2 separate regions of the Mus musculus genome follow, and region 2 is linked to region 1. A link is a contact called in public promoter capture Hi-C data. All regions are on one chromosome and are shown on one strand. The core of a region is the stretch at or near the end of the contact, and the rest is flanking DNA. Distances in the headings are between cores, read along the strand shown. Region 1 overlaps Glg1 (golgi apparatus protein 1). Region 2 holds the start of Fcsk (fucose kinase).

What was found. Promoter capture Hi-C pulls out the DNA fragments that hold promoters and counts their contacts.
Region 2: a contact with region 1 is called in a promoter capture Hi-C map of liver. The contact joins the promoter of Fcsk here to the enhancer-like site in region 1. A contact is called at or near these places in 6 of 39 promoter capture datasets (the C10 cell line, the HPC-7 cell line, cranial neural crest and 2 more) and 1 of 9 other capture datasets (adipose tissue).

What each region holds. Positions count from the first base shown.
Region 1 is chr8:111,184,601-111,191,436 of GRCm38.p6, reverse strand. Glg1 (golgi apparatus protein 1) reads left to right here. Exons shown (of 26, transcript NM_009149.3): 6 at 176-247; 7 at 2,587-2,770; 8 at 3,509-3,723. Among named protein-coding and RNA genes, the nearest start is that of 9430091E24Rik, 43 kb to the right of the region's middle. Within about 2 kb of position 2,661, at least 10 of the 459 cell types and tissues checked have an H3K27ac peak or open chromatin away from gene starts, as enhancers often do. A contact at or near this core is called in liver, where this site is marked.
Region 2 is chr8:110,898,477-110,905,312 of GRCm38.p6, reverse strand. It overlaps Fcsk (fucose kinase), which reads left to right and starts at 2,825. Exons shown (of 24, transcript NM_172283.3): 1 at 2,825-2,891; 2 at 5,376-5,480; 3 at 5,767-5,918; 4 at 6,064-6,114. The coding sequence starts at 5,399.

The DNA of each region.
Region 1 (6,836 bases), core at 1,412-3,911:
GCCACTGATTATAAAGTTTTATTGACTGTGGTATCAAATTGTAAGAGAGTCCCTCTGATAATGTCCTTGAGTTTTTGAATTAACAGTGTATTTAATAAAAGTTCTGTATAAGACTGGATATATCACAGCAAAACTACTTAGCTAATAGTAATAATATGTATGTTTTATCTTATAGACACAAGCTGGTGAAGGAAGAGTGTATAAATGCCTATTTAACCATAAGTTTGAAGAATCCATGAGTGAAAAGGTACCTCTTTGAAAAGAACTAAGTCTTACTAATTTCATAAAGCTTTCACAAACTCTTGCTTCCTTTTTTGGTTTAGGTTTGAGTGATTGTTTCTGGAATACAGTCTCATAGCCCGAATTGGCCTTAATCTCAGCATGGAACCAAGGAATTTCTTGAAATTCTGATCCTCCTTCCTCTGCCTCCTAAGTGCTGGGGTTAGCATGCGCCACCACTCCCAGCTTTCACAGACATGTTCTTATATAGTTTTCTTGTGGTATTTACAAAGGGTTGATTTCAAAACACTACCCACATACTCAAACACCGAGAAACTTAGTGTTTCTTATATAAAATGGCACGGTGTTTGTGTATAACTTAAGCAATTTCTCCTGTGATTTTTTTTTTTTTATTTTATTATTTTTTTTTTTTATTCATTTATTATATGTAAGTACACTATAGCTGTCCTCAGACACTCCAGAAGAGGGCGTCAGATCTCGTTACGGATGGTTGTGAGCCACCATGTGGTTGCTGGGATTTGAACTCCTGACCTTCGGAAGAGCAGTCGGGTGCTCTTACCCACTGAGCCATCTCACCAGCCCCCATCTCCTGTGAATTTTAAATAGTGTCTAGATCTCTTAAAATACCTCACATAATGCAGATGAGGTGCTGCTATAACGAAATTGCTACGTTATATTGTTTAGGGGATAATGGTTACAAAATCATTTGTCTATAGTTAATGCAAACACATTTTTCTTTTTCCCAAATATTTTCAAACTCTGATTCTACAGAATTGCCTTTATCGAGGTATGAATGACTGATGAATTGAGACGTTCTGGGTATTAATGACTGATGAATTGAGACACCTTTGTTTAAGTACATGAAGTATATTTGAATAAACTGGTGTGAGAGCACATGATGGCACTCAGAAGGCTAAGGCGGGGGGGGGGGGGGGGATTTAAAGTTTGAGGCCAGTCTGAATACACAGTCATACTCCATCTTAAAATCAAGTAAAGCCTGGCATAATTGTTTAGAGGGTAAAGGCACATGTCACCAAGCCTGATGACTTTGAGTTCATCCCAGAGCCCACATGATTGGAGGGAGGATTACTCAATCTCTGCAGGTTGTCCTCTGGCCACACACATGCTATAGTACACTCACCCACCCCCAGCGCGCGCACGCGCGCGCACACACACACACACACACACACACACACTATAAATAAATAAATGTAAAAAATAATATATTTGCCTCAAACCAAAAAGGGAGGCAGGGAAGAACCTCTAATCATGATGCCTATATAATCAAATGTTATTTGGGAGTAAAATTGAAGAAAAAAATTTAAGATTTATTTATTTTATTTATGTAAGTACACTCTAGCTGTTTTCAACCATACCAAAAGAAGGCATCAGATCCCATTACAGATGGTTGAGAGCCACTATGTGGTTGGTGGGAATTGAACTCAGGACCTCTGGAAGAGCAGTCAGTACTCTTAACCACTGAGCTATCTCTCCAACCCAAAGAAAAAATTTTACCCAGGATCACATTAATGCTAGCTCTGCATACTCGGGTAGTATAGGCTAACCACACCAATATCCTTCATAGATAGCCAGTTGTTTAATTTTTCATTATTATCTCATTAAATATTCTTATTACTATTAGTCCTGTCACTGAATGGATACAAGAATCTTTCTAATACTTTGGTTTTGTAATTCTAACTTTTGTTTTCTTATATAGTAAAGTATTTACTGTGTTCAGAGTAATAGAAAGTTCTGTATAATAGAACAGCCAAATATAATATTAGTTCTTGTGAAATTTATACCAGAAGTATGGTTGAAGAAGGAAGAATACTTTGTGTCAAGTTTAGTATATTTGAACCCTCCAAAAACCTATGTGATGTCCTAGCAACAGTTAGCTACTAATTTACTGCCTGATTTCACTTTCCCAGTGATTTACTCCTTACTCTTTCCATACTAGAGTCAGATTTTTTTATTATCATTTTATTTTCATTTATTATTTTTCATATATGAATGTTTTGCCTGCATATATGTAGATACACTGTGTGTGTGTCAGCAGAAGTTGGAGAGGGCTTCATAGAGCACCCTTGGAACTGTCATTGTAGATGGCTGTGAGCCACCATGTAAGTGATGAGAATGGAGCCTGGGTCCTCTGAAGAGATGCAAGAGCTCTTAACTGCTGAGTCATATCTCCAGACCTTAGAGCCAGATTCAAAACAAACGTACAGATAGGTGTTTTGGTAAAAAGTGCAACTTGCTTGGTTCTGAGTTTCTGCTTTTCAGAGATAGCTGAGCCACAGTAAGTCTCAGGGTAGACTTAAGGTTTCGTTCCTTATCCTCTTTCCTCAGTGTAGAGAAGCACTAACTACACGCCAGAAGCTCATTGCCCAGGATTATAAAGTCAGTTACTCATTAGCCAAATCCTGTAAGAGTGACTTGAAAAAATACCGGTGCAATGTGGAAAACCTTCCTCGGTCCCGGGAAGCCAGGCTCTCCTACCTTCTGATGTGCCTGGAGTCAGCAGTGCACAGAGGTGATGTTCTTTTTCCTTTTCTCCTTTCACTCCTTCTTCAGTTCACATTCCAAAGCTTCTTGTACCTGTAATTAGTAGTTTTCTTCTGCATTTTTTGAACCTTTTGATTTTTAGAATGACTACTGGAACAGTCTTTAGAAGAATGGGAGAACATTAATGTCACATGAGTTTTTGGTCAGAGTGATGTGACTTCAAATCCTGGGTCTATTACTAAAGTAACTGGGTAACTTTTTTTGTTTGGACTTGAGGACTGAGTGGGGTGGTTGCTGCTTTTTATGTTCTCCCTGTTCACATTTATAGCTCCAAGACATGGGGAGCCATCATGAATTTTGGAAGAATAGTCTTTTCCACAAACTTTAGCTGTATAGGGCAATAACGATTGTTCTCAGTTTATTTACTGCCCCGATAGCTTTCGTATTGCTATGTAGCATGAATGTGACCATGAGTTCAATCCCCTGCATCAGAAAAAGGACTTGCTTTGGCAGAACATTTGTATTATGGTTGATAAGATCTATAGTGCACAACCCTGCAGGCTAAACCTGGGTCTAAGCTTTTTTTTTTTTCTTTTTCTTTATGCTGCAAAAGTTTTACCATGTTCTAAGCATTTCAGTCCAGATAGTAATTCCATCTGGAAAGGCTGTGGGTTATTCTTTTCCAGACAGAAACGTAGTTTAACATGTAGAGCTTTCTGGTCCTCAGACTCCCATTTCATAACTGTCTGACTTACCCCTGACACAGGGCGGCAGGTGAGCAGTGAGTGCCAAGGTGAGATGCTGGATTACCGACGCATGCTGATGGAAGACTTCTCTCTGAGCCCCGAGATCATCCTGAGCTGTCGAGGGGAGATTGAACACCATTGTTCTGGATTACATCGGAAAGGGCGAACCCTCCACTGTCTGATGAAAGTGGTTCGGGGTGAAAAGGGGAACCTTGGAATGAACTGCCAACAGGCGGTAAGGAAAAATATTTCTGCTGCCACTTGACTGTTTTCTTAGGATTACTATTGCTGTGATGAAACACCATAACCAAAACAGCTGGGAAGAAAGGGTTATTTTAAATGCTTGTTCTTTCACATCGTACTCCACCATCATTGAAGGAAGTCTAGGCAGGAACTCAAGCAGGAATCTGGATGCAGGAACTGATATGGAGGCCATAGAGGATTGCTGCTTACTGGCTTTGGCTTGCTCAGCTTACTTTTTTATAGAACCCAGGACCATCTGCCCAGAGGTGGCACCACCCACAGTGAACTGGGCACTCAATTGCTAATTAAGAAGATGCCCCTGAGCTGAGCCGGGTGTGGTGGCACATGCTTTTAATCCCAGCACTGAGTTCGAGGCCAGCCTGGTCTACAGAGTGAGTTCCAGGACAGCCAGGGCTACACAGAGAAGCCCTGTCTCAAAAAACCAAAAAAAAAAAACAAACAAAAAAAAAATTGCTGTGGAGCTAGGTAAAGGAAATCCATTGTTTTCCTGTTTCTAAAGAACTTGCCAGTTTGGATTACGAAAGACAGAATAAAGGCAAATCACTTTCTTCAAAATGAGAGGCTATTAGGAGAAGAGAACTTGCCTGTCTTAACAAGTTTGATTGAGTTGAAATTGAGAGTTGACATGAATGGAAAATTTCTGCCAGTTTACTTTTTTACGATATGCCACAAGTCTGAAGGATCATCCTCAGAATCAAGTGTCTTTATTGATTAAATCAGGGAAACTATAAGCAGAAAGATCTGTCTTTCACCAGCTCCAAACTTTACAAACAAGAATATAAAGATAGTCTTTTCCACAAACACTTAGCTTTCGTATTGCTATATAACATGAATGCAACCATGAGGTCAGTCCCCTACATCAGAAAAAGGACTTGCTTTTTCTGGGAGAAAATGAAGTGACTCTTGATCCTGTGTTTATGAGCAGCGCAGTCCTGCAGATCACAGTACAGAGTCAGCACAGTGCATGCAGAACATCGTCTCCTGCCTTTGACCATGTTTGTTATTTGTATGGGTTAAATCTCCTGCAGTTTAGCATACCAGGTGCAAGCCTCTACAACATAGCACTCTCTGCAATGACTTTCCCTTTTAAAGCAGGAAAGATACTTTAGTTTTATAACCTAAGTCACGCTTTAGGAAACCACAATTCATTTGTTACTTTGTTTTGGCTATTTTTATTAAACACTAAATACTACTTGAATTTTCTTTTCTTCTTCTCTCTCCTTTTTTTTAAAATGGTTTGAAGGCATTTATTGTAGAAAGGCAGCCACGTGGAGGGGGGAAGGAAAGGGGAGAAGGAGAGCAAGAGGTAAGAGACAAGGAGAGAGCAAGAGCTTAAGAGCAAATTTTATTTTCTAGTTAATCATGTAAAATCAAATTTGTACAGTTGGGCTGGAGAGATGGCTCAGCGGTTAAGAGCACTGACTGCTCTTCCAAAGGTCCTGAGTTCAAATCCCAGCAACCACATGGTGGCTCACAACCATCCCTAATGAGATCTGACGCCCTCTTCTGGGGTTTCTGAAGACAGCTGCAGTGTACTTAATAAATAAAGAAATAAATCTTTAAAAAATTTTTTTTTGTACAGTCTATAACAATTTTATAGTCTGAAATACAAGTTTACATGAGCTTTAGATATGGAGTCAGGTTTTGTTAACCATGACCCAAAGTAGATACTAACAGCAGTTACATTGTGCATGTCGGTGCTGGGATGGGAAGACCAGTGCAGCCTCTTCTCTCAAACAGCAGAATCAGCTGGAGGGCTGCTCTGGAGGCTGCAGTGAGACTGTGAGGATGAGTGTGCTGTGCTCCTCTGCAGTCCTGTTTGTTGGCAGTTGCCCCGGGTGCCCTTTGTGCCAGTGAATATGCCTGGCTGCAGTCCAGGATGAATCAGGAGACGGCCTCTGCTGTGTTTGCTTTTCATCCTTAATTCCATCTAGTAAGGTTGTGGAAGGAGGATAGGAAAAAAGGAATCTATCTATAGTAAGCTTACACCTATTGTAAAAATGTTCAGGAAAAAAATAGACTGGACTCAACTCTGTTTTGAGGCACATAGTTCACTATGAGGTTTTTGGAAAGTTAGCTTCGTTAAAAGAACTAGTGACTCAGCTTCAAAGATAAATAAGTTCCGCCTACACCACCCTTTGTGCCCAGAAGAAGAAAGTGCTTTCCAAACCCAGAGGGCAAGCACAAATAGTGAACTGTGTGGTTTTGACTGCATTAAGACTGCTTAGGAAGGAAGCACTTCATTTTTATTGTATGGATTCTATTTTTTAAAAGCCTTTTCTCACAAAAACTAAAGGCAATTTTTCCAGAAGGATAGAGTCGTCCTTTGTCTTCTATATTATCTAGCCTTAGTCAAACTGAAGAATATCTTTGAGCAATTTGGGTGGGTTTCTTTTTACTTTGAAAGTTTTATTCCTTGACACAACAGACTTCAACATCTGTCTCTAGATTAATTTAATGAACTGGTAATGGTTATCAGCAAGTGCTGAACTGTAAAGTATGTGGATAATTATTATCCTAATGAGTGTCCACTCCTCCAGATTTACCACAGTTACGACAGGGCTATGACTAGCCTATGCTTCTCACATCAAGGATGGCTGCATAATGCATTCTCCAGACCAAGTCTCTCCGGAGCTTTGCTCGGGGTTTTTTTGTTAATATCAGGGGCCAGAATGTATATACAATCATAACATCAGTTTATAGTCTATTTTTCCTTTTTTTTTTTTTTTTGTTTTTGTTTTTGTTTTTGTTTTGAGATAGGGTCTCTTTATGTAGCCCTGACTATCCTAGAACTTGCTATGTAGATCAAGCTAACCTCGAATTCACCGAGATCCAATTGCCTCTACCTCCCAAAGCCTCAGATTAAAGGGGTTCCTTCATCATTGCACCTGGCTCAGTTTGTATTCCAATTGCATATTTTCCTCACTCCCTACACTGAATTCTAGAATGGCAATAATTCCTTGAATTATTAGCCTACTAGATGCCATGGGATACTAGAAAAAAGATATTACTATCTTGATCTTGGTCATCCGGTGTCAAAATTTGCTCACAAAGTTATTTTTCTACCAGCAAGCTATAATATTC
Region 2 (6,836 bases), core at 1,576-4,075, 290 kb after region 1:
GCTTTTGAAACCTCAAAGCCCACCCAGTGACACACTTCCTCCAACAAGACCACACCTCCGAATCCTTCTAATCCTTCCAAACAGCTAGTGACTATATAGCATTCACATATATGAATCTATAGGGGACATTCTCATTCAGCCCACCATATTCCACTTCCTGGGCCCTAAAGACTCGTAGCCATATCATAACGCAAGATGCATTAAATCCAACTTTAAAACCACCAGTAATCTTTTACAGTCTCAACACTGCTTAAAGTCCAAATCTTTTCTGAGAGTCATGGCCACCTCTCTCTCTCAGATTTATTTATTTATTTTATGTATATGAGTACACTGTAGCTGTACAGATGGTTGTGAGCCTTCATGTGGTTGTTGGGAATTAAATTTTTAGGACCTCTAATTGCTCTGGTCAACCCTGCTCGCCCCGGTTGGCCCCACTCGCTCAGTCGCTACTTATTCCGACCCAAAGATTTATGTATTTACTATTATACATAAGTACACTGTAGCTGACTTCAGACACACCAGAAGAGGGTGTTAGATCTCATTACGGGTGGTTGTGAGCCACCATGTGGTTGTTGGGATTTGAAATCAAGACCTTCAGAAGAGCAGTCAAAGCTCTTACCCACTGAGCCATCTCCCCAGCCCCTCAAGACCTTCTCTTAACCACAAGCCCCTGTAACATCAAAGTCAAAGAGCAAATCGCACAATTCCAACATACAATGGCACAAAATATATGTTACTATTCCAAAAGAGAAGAAAGGGTGCATGGTGAGGAAGTGCTGGGCCAGAGCAAGGCCAAAAGCCAGCGAGGCAATTTTGAGTTTGTTCTCTTTTCCCACCTTTACCTGGGCTATGCAGGGGAGGATAACTTTGAATTCCCGATCCCCCTACCACCCGAGAGCTGGGATTCCAGGCCTGTGCCACCCCATCCAGCCTTAGAGAAGGTCACGAAGGAAGTTCATTACTGTGCAAATATATCAACCATATTCTAATTAAAACCTCCATAAAACATAAAACCCTAAACAGGGATGCTGAAGTGATTTCCAGTTCTGGGTTATGGCAAACAATGCTGTCACGCACAGCTTTTGCAAAGCTTTGCTGCAAAGTTTTCCACTGTAGAGTTGGAAGTTTCTTCCAGAAGGATCCACCTGAGAAAAACAGGGACGTTTCCTGTCAATGCAATTCTAGCTGCCTATGTTCCCTCCTCAGCAACAATGGCGAGCCAGCCTCTGCTTCTTCACAGCTCCTGAGGAAAATAGTGGCTTTGGGCTTCTGCCAGGGGAAAGAAATAAAAATGTTAAGAGAAAAGAAGAAGGGAAAGAAAAGAGAATCTGAAGAAATTGGGTCATGGTGGCACACGCCTTTAATCCCAGCCTTGGGGAAGCAGAGGCAGGTGAATCTCTGAGTTTGAAGTCAGCTTGGTCTCTGGAGTGAGTTCCAGGACAGCCAAGGCTACACAGAGAAACCCTGTCTTAAAAAAAAAAAAAAAATCTGAAGGATATGGTGGTGAGTTCGTACAATCCTAGCACTCTGGAGACTGAAGTAGGAGGAGTTTGAATGAGGGCCAGCCTGGGCTACATAGGAAGATCCTATCTAAAAAAAATAAAAAATAAAACAAAACAAAACAACCAAAAAACAGGTGGAGAGATGGATCAGCAGGTGGCTGCTCTTCTAGAGGACTTGGGTTTGATTCCCAGCACCCACATGGTGGTCACAATGGTCTTTAATTCTAACTTCTGGGAATCCAATACCTGCTGGCAACCTCTTCTGGAATGCACGAGGTGCAGACACACATGCAGGCAAAACACTCAGGCACATAAAATGATGGCATTGACGGTAATAATAAAAGCAAAGTCATTTTCATAATTATTCATTTTTATTTTCATATGCATTGGTGTTTTGCCTGCATTGGTGGTTTATGTCTGTGTGAGGATGTTGTGATCTGCCTGGTCCTCTGGAAGTGCAGTGAGTGCTCTTAACTAGTGGAGCTATCTCTCCAGTCCCTAAAATAATAACTTTTTAAAAATCCTTCTTAAGCGGGCTGTGGTGGCACATGCTTTTAATTCCAGCACTTGGGAGGCAGAGGCAGGTGGATTTCTGAGTTCGAGGCCAGCCTGGTCTACAGCATGAGTTCCAGGACAGCCAGGGCTATACAGAGAAACCTTGTCTCGAAAAACCAAACAGAAAACAAAAAACAGAAAAAAACAAACAAACCCCAAAACCCCCATCCTTTTTAAAAGGTCAAAATAAAGGGATTGGAGAGATGGCTCAGCAGTTAAGTTCTTCCAGAGGTTCTGAGTTCAATGCCCAGCCACCACGGGATGGCTCACAACCATCTGTTATGGGATTCGATGCCCTCTTCTGGTGTGCATGAAGACAGCTACAGTGTACTCATATTCAATCAATCAATCAATCAATCATTCAATTAATCAATAGTTAAGAAAGACTTAGCTTTAATAAAAAGTATTTTAAAAGGTCAAAATTACAGCCAGGCGATGGTTGCACACACACTCAATAGGCAGAGGAAGGCAAATGAGTTCCTGGACAGTGAGGGCTACAAAGAGAAACCCTGTCAAAACAAAACAAAACAAAACAATCAAAATATACTTTTACCTTGTACCCGAGTCACAACAAACAAACAAACAAACAAACAAACAAACAAACAAACAAAGAAACAGTTGGCCAGTGTCTTTAAGACACCTGTTCTCTCTGGAAATTTGTATATTTAGCACTCCTTGTAAGTTTGAGAACTTTGTCCTTTCAGTAAGGCGGGGCTGCGAGTAGGTTCTGAGGACTCTGGCGGGAGGCCGAATGAACTCCATTTCCCAGGGTGCGCCGCGCTGCATGCGCAGCCGCGTTAAAGAGCCGGCTCTGCGAGCGCTGGGCGGACGCAGGTATGTGGGTCCGCGGGGTCTTCAGTTCCACTGTAGTTTGGGGCGCCTTCCTGCGGGTTTCCCAGATCTCTGCCGTCGCCCCCAGCGCTAGTTAGCTGCAGGGGACCTCTGTAGTGCAGTCTTCTCTTGATCTGGGTTTTCAGAGGGAACCCCCACGACTTGCGGACACCTGGCACACCGAGCGACATTCCCTTGAGCCAGGGAGCTCTAGATGCCAGCGCTGCTCTGATTTTGATTTGAGTCGTTTTCCTGCCTCAGTTTACCCCACTGGGTACACATTGTATGAACGTATTGTTTACTATCTGGTTTTACTTCCAGCCAACTTCTTTCTGCCTCTTGTTCTTCAAAAAGCTGCAAATTAGAGTCTCCTGGGCCTGCCTCTCTCTCTCTCTCTCTCTCTCTCTCTCTCTCTCTCTCTCTCTCCCTCTCTCTCTCTCTCTCTCTCTCTCTCACTCACTCACACACACACATACATTCAACTTTTAAAGTTTTTAAAATGCTGAAATGTGCGTAGTCCCTACCTATACCATCTTTGTTCAATGAGCAGATTATGAGCTGGCATAGTGGCCCAGGCCTGTAAACCTAGTATTGGGAAGTGGAGGCAAGAAGATGGAAAGTTTGAGGCCAACTAAGGCTGCATAATATGAGCCTGTCTTAAAAATATGTACTTGGAGTGTGCGTGCGTGTATGCATAAGGGGCCTTATTTTATCATCCCTGGGTATGCTCACTCTCCTGCAATTTTCCTGAGGTTTCCTAGCACTGGAAAGCAAACAGAACTAAAAAAAAAATCAACCAACCAAAAATCCTTGACTAGATGAATTGGTGTAAGCTTTTAGCCAGGTTTGCTTTGTAGGACTATGTCGTAACTAAAAAAGAAAAGAAAAAAAAAAAAAAAAGACATAAAAAGTTCCAGTCCTCAAAACTCCAACTTGGATTGAGCAAATGAAGCTCTGTGAAAATGGGCAGAGTGCTGCTATAATTTCTTCTCTGTATTCTAAGATCACTGTGCAAATGCCACGTGTGACAACCCAGGACCATTCCTCCCTGTGACTGAGAACATAGACACGGGGACACACCCAGCTATTTATGCTAGCTCTACCTGACCTTAGGCAGCCTGCTTATTCTTTAAGCCAGGCTTCCTTTATGCCTGTGGTGTGATAAGATCACCTATTAGGACTGGTGAATGGCTCCTGTGAGCTGTCACTACAATGCCGTTGGCTAGGTGCCTGAGAAACACTCCTTAAGTGTTAGTTACTCTCCTGGCTGATCTGACTGGGAAAACTCCATAGCCTTGCTTGACTTCTTGAGACTTTTCCAGATCTTCCCCTACCCTCACCCAGCAACCCCATATTATTCAGAGTTGTCTAAATTTGCTTTTCTATCGCTGTGATAAAACTACCAAAAGCAACCTGGCGGGGAGAAGGGAGGGTATATGTTTTATACTTCCCGGTCAGGAACCCCAGGCAGGTATTTGGAGCAGGAATCGTGGAGACATGCTGCTTACTGGTTTGCTTTCTTGCTTGCTCAGCCCTTTCTTATATGACCCAGGGGCTCTCTTAGATGCCTCGGGATGGGGCCCGCACACAGTGGCGTAGGCCCCCTACATCAGCCATCAATCACCACAGCCTCTCAAAGACAAGCCCAAGGGGATTTGATTGAGGCAGACCTTCAGCTGAGGAGCTTTCTTCAGAGGTGACCTTATGTTATATCAGGGTGACAATTAAAGCCAGCACTATGGTCTTTGACCTGGAATCTATTTCAGAGCCTTCATTTCCTCCCAAACAGGGCTAGGCTAAAACTTTCTTACTCCACTGCCACCTTGGAAAGGTGTGTCATTCACTCAGCCACTGTCGGGCACCACATATTGTTTTGCGGAGGGGAACATTACAAGTCATGCTTTTTTTAAAAAAAAAAAAAAACTTATTCTTCTTTTATTTGCATTGGTGTTTTAACTGTATGTATGTATGTGTGAAGATATCAAGATCCCCTGGAACCGGAGTTACAGACAGTTGTGAGCTGCCATGTGTGTACTGGGAATTGAACTTAGGACCTCTGGAAGAACAGCCAGTGTTCTTAACTGCTGAGCCAACTCTCTAGCCCTTAAAGGCATGCTTTTTATTTTAAAAGTCCAGTGAACCGAGTTAAGGATAAGGAGGGGCTGGAGAGATGGCTCACTGGTTAAGAACACCTACTGTTCTTGCAGAGGTCTTGAGTTCAATTCCCAGGATATACGTGATAACTGATAGCTATCTGTAACTCCAGTCACAGGGGAACTGGCACCCACCTCTCACCTCCGAAGGCTCTTGGCACTGCACTCATGTGTTATAATGCACATACGCAGGCAAAACACTTACACACAAAATACAATAAAATTAAAAAAGAACCCATGCTTGTGTTAGAATTCATAAAATTATACCAGAACGAGTCACACTAACGTATGACCATCAGAAACATTCACGTATGCTTATACATTGCTGTTTCAGGAAGCCCCTCCATTTTGGCCAGAATGGAGCAGTCAGAGGGAGTCAATTGGACTGTCATTATCCTGACATGCCAGTACAAGGACAGTGTCCAGGTCTTTCAGAGAGGTAGGTGACACACCGTCCCCCATTTTCTTTATATTAGGAACTCTCTCTTCTCTTCCTTACCAGACCCCTGCTGCACTGGGGGCCTGGTAGACCTGGGTTGAAACACAGACTTTCTTCCTAGTCTTGATACCTGATATACACGTCACGTCCTTGGCCCTGAGAGAGAGAGAGAGAGAGAGAGAGAGAGAGCGCTAAATCAAAGTAATCAAATGAGTGTTCCAGTCATTTGGTTCAGGGCAGACTAGTGGTGACTGTGCGTGTCCCCCAACATTTATTTTGCTCCCAGAGCTGGAGGTAAGGCAGAGACGGGAGCAGATTCCTGCGGGGACGATGTTACTGGCTGTGGAGGATCCCCAGACTCGAGTCGGCAGCGGAGGAGCCACCCTCAACGCACTGCTGGTGGCTGCTGAACACTTGAGTGCCCGAGCTGGCTTCACTGTGAGTGCTTCTGAGCCGCGCTGCCCCTCTGGCCCATGTTCCCGTTGAAACTCAAATAGTGTCGACGACTTCTAGACCTTCGGGGGTTTGTTCTGTGAGTCTGACAGGCTCATCTCTGCCCCATTGTCTCTCCTGCTCTTGGCAGGTGGTCACGTCCGATGTCCTGCACTCTGCCTGGATCCTCATCTTGCACATGGTAAGCAGGATTCCGAATGTGCGTGCGGAGGGTCAGAATCTTGGTTCGAGCGATTGGATGACACTGTAGGGGTGTTCTACCATGGTGCATGTGCAAGGTGTTCATTGTGTAAATCCAGAGGGATGAATGAAAGGAACTGTCTAGACGTTGGGAGCTGGTTAGGAATGTACTTTACACAAATCAAAACGTCCATCTGGAGATGGAGAGAGGGTTCAGTGGGTAAGAGCATTTACTGTGTAAATATGAAGGCCTGGGTTCAAATCCCCAATACCATGTACAATCTGAATATGGCTTTGTGTGTCTATAATCCCAGGATCAGAGGACATGCACCTGCACACGTGTGTGCATGCAGCACACACACACACACACACACACACATACACACACACACATACATGCATATAGACACATACATGTACAGGCAACATATATGCATACAACACACATGTGCATGCAACACATATGCATACAACACACACAAATACATGAACACACAAATGTGCATGCAACACACACACAAATAATAATAAAAGAAAGAGGTCCATCTGGGGCAGGCAAGATGGCTCAGTGAGCTAAGGCTCCTAGTGCCAAACCAGACAACCTGAATTTAGTCCTGAGGAGTCAATTCTAATTGGAAAGTTTATCAAGATAAAAGCTAATACAGAGGTTTTTTTGTTTTATGTATGTATATACGTATGTATGTATGTATGTATGTATGTATT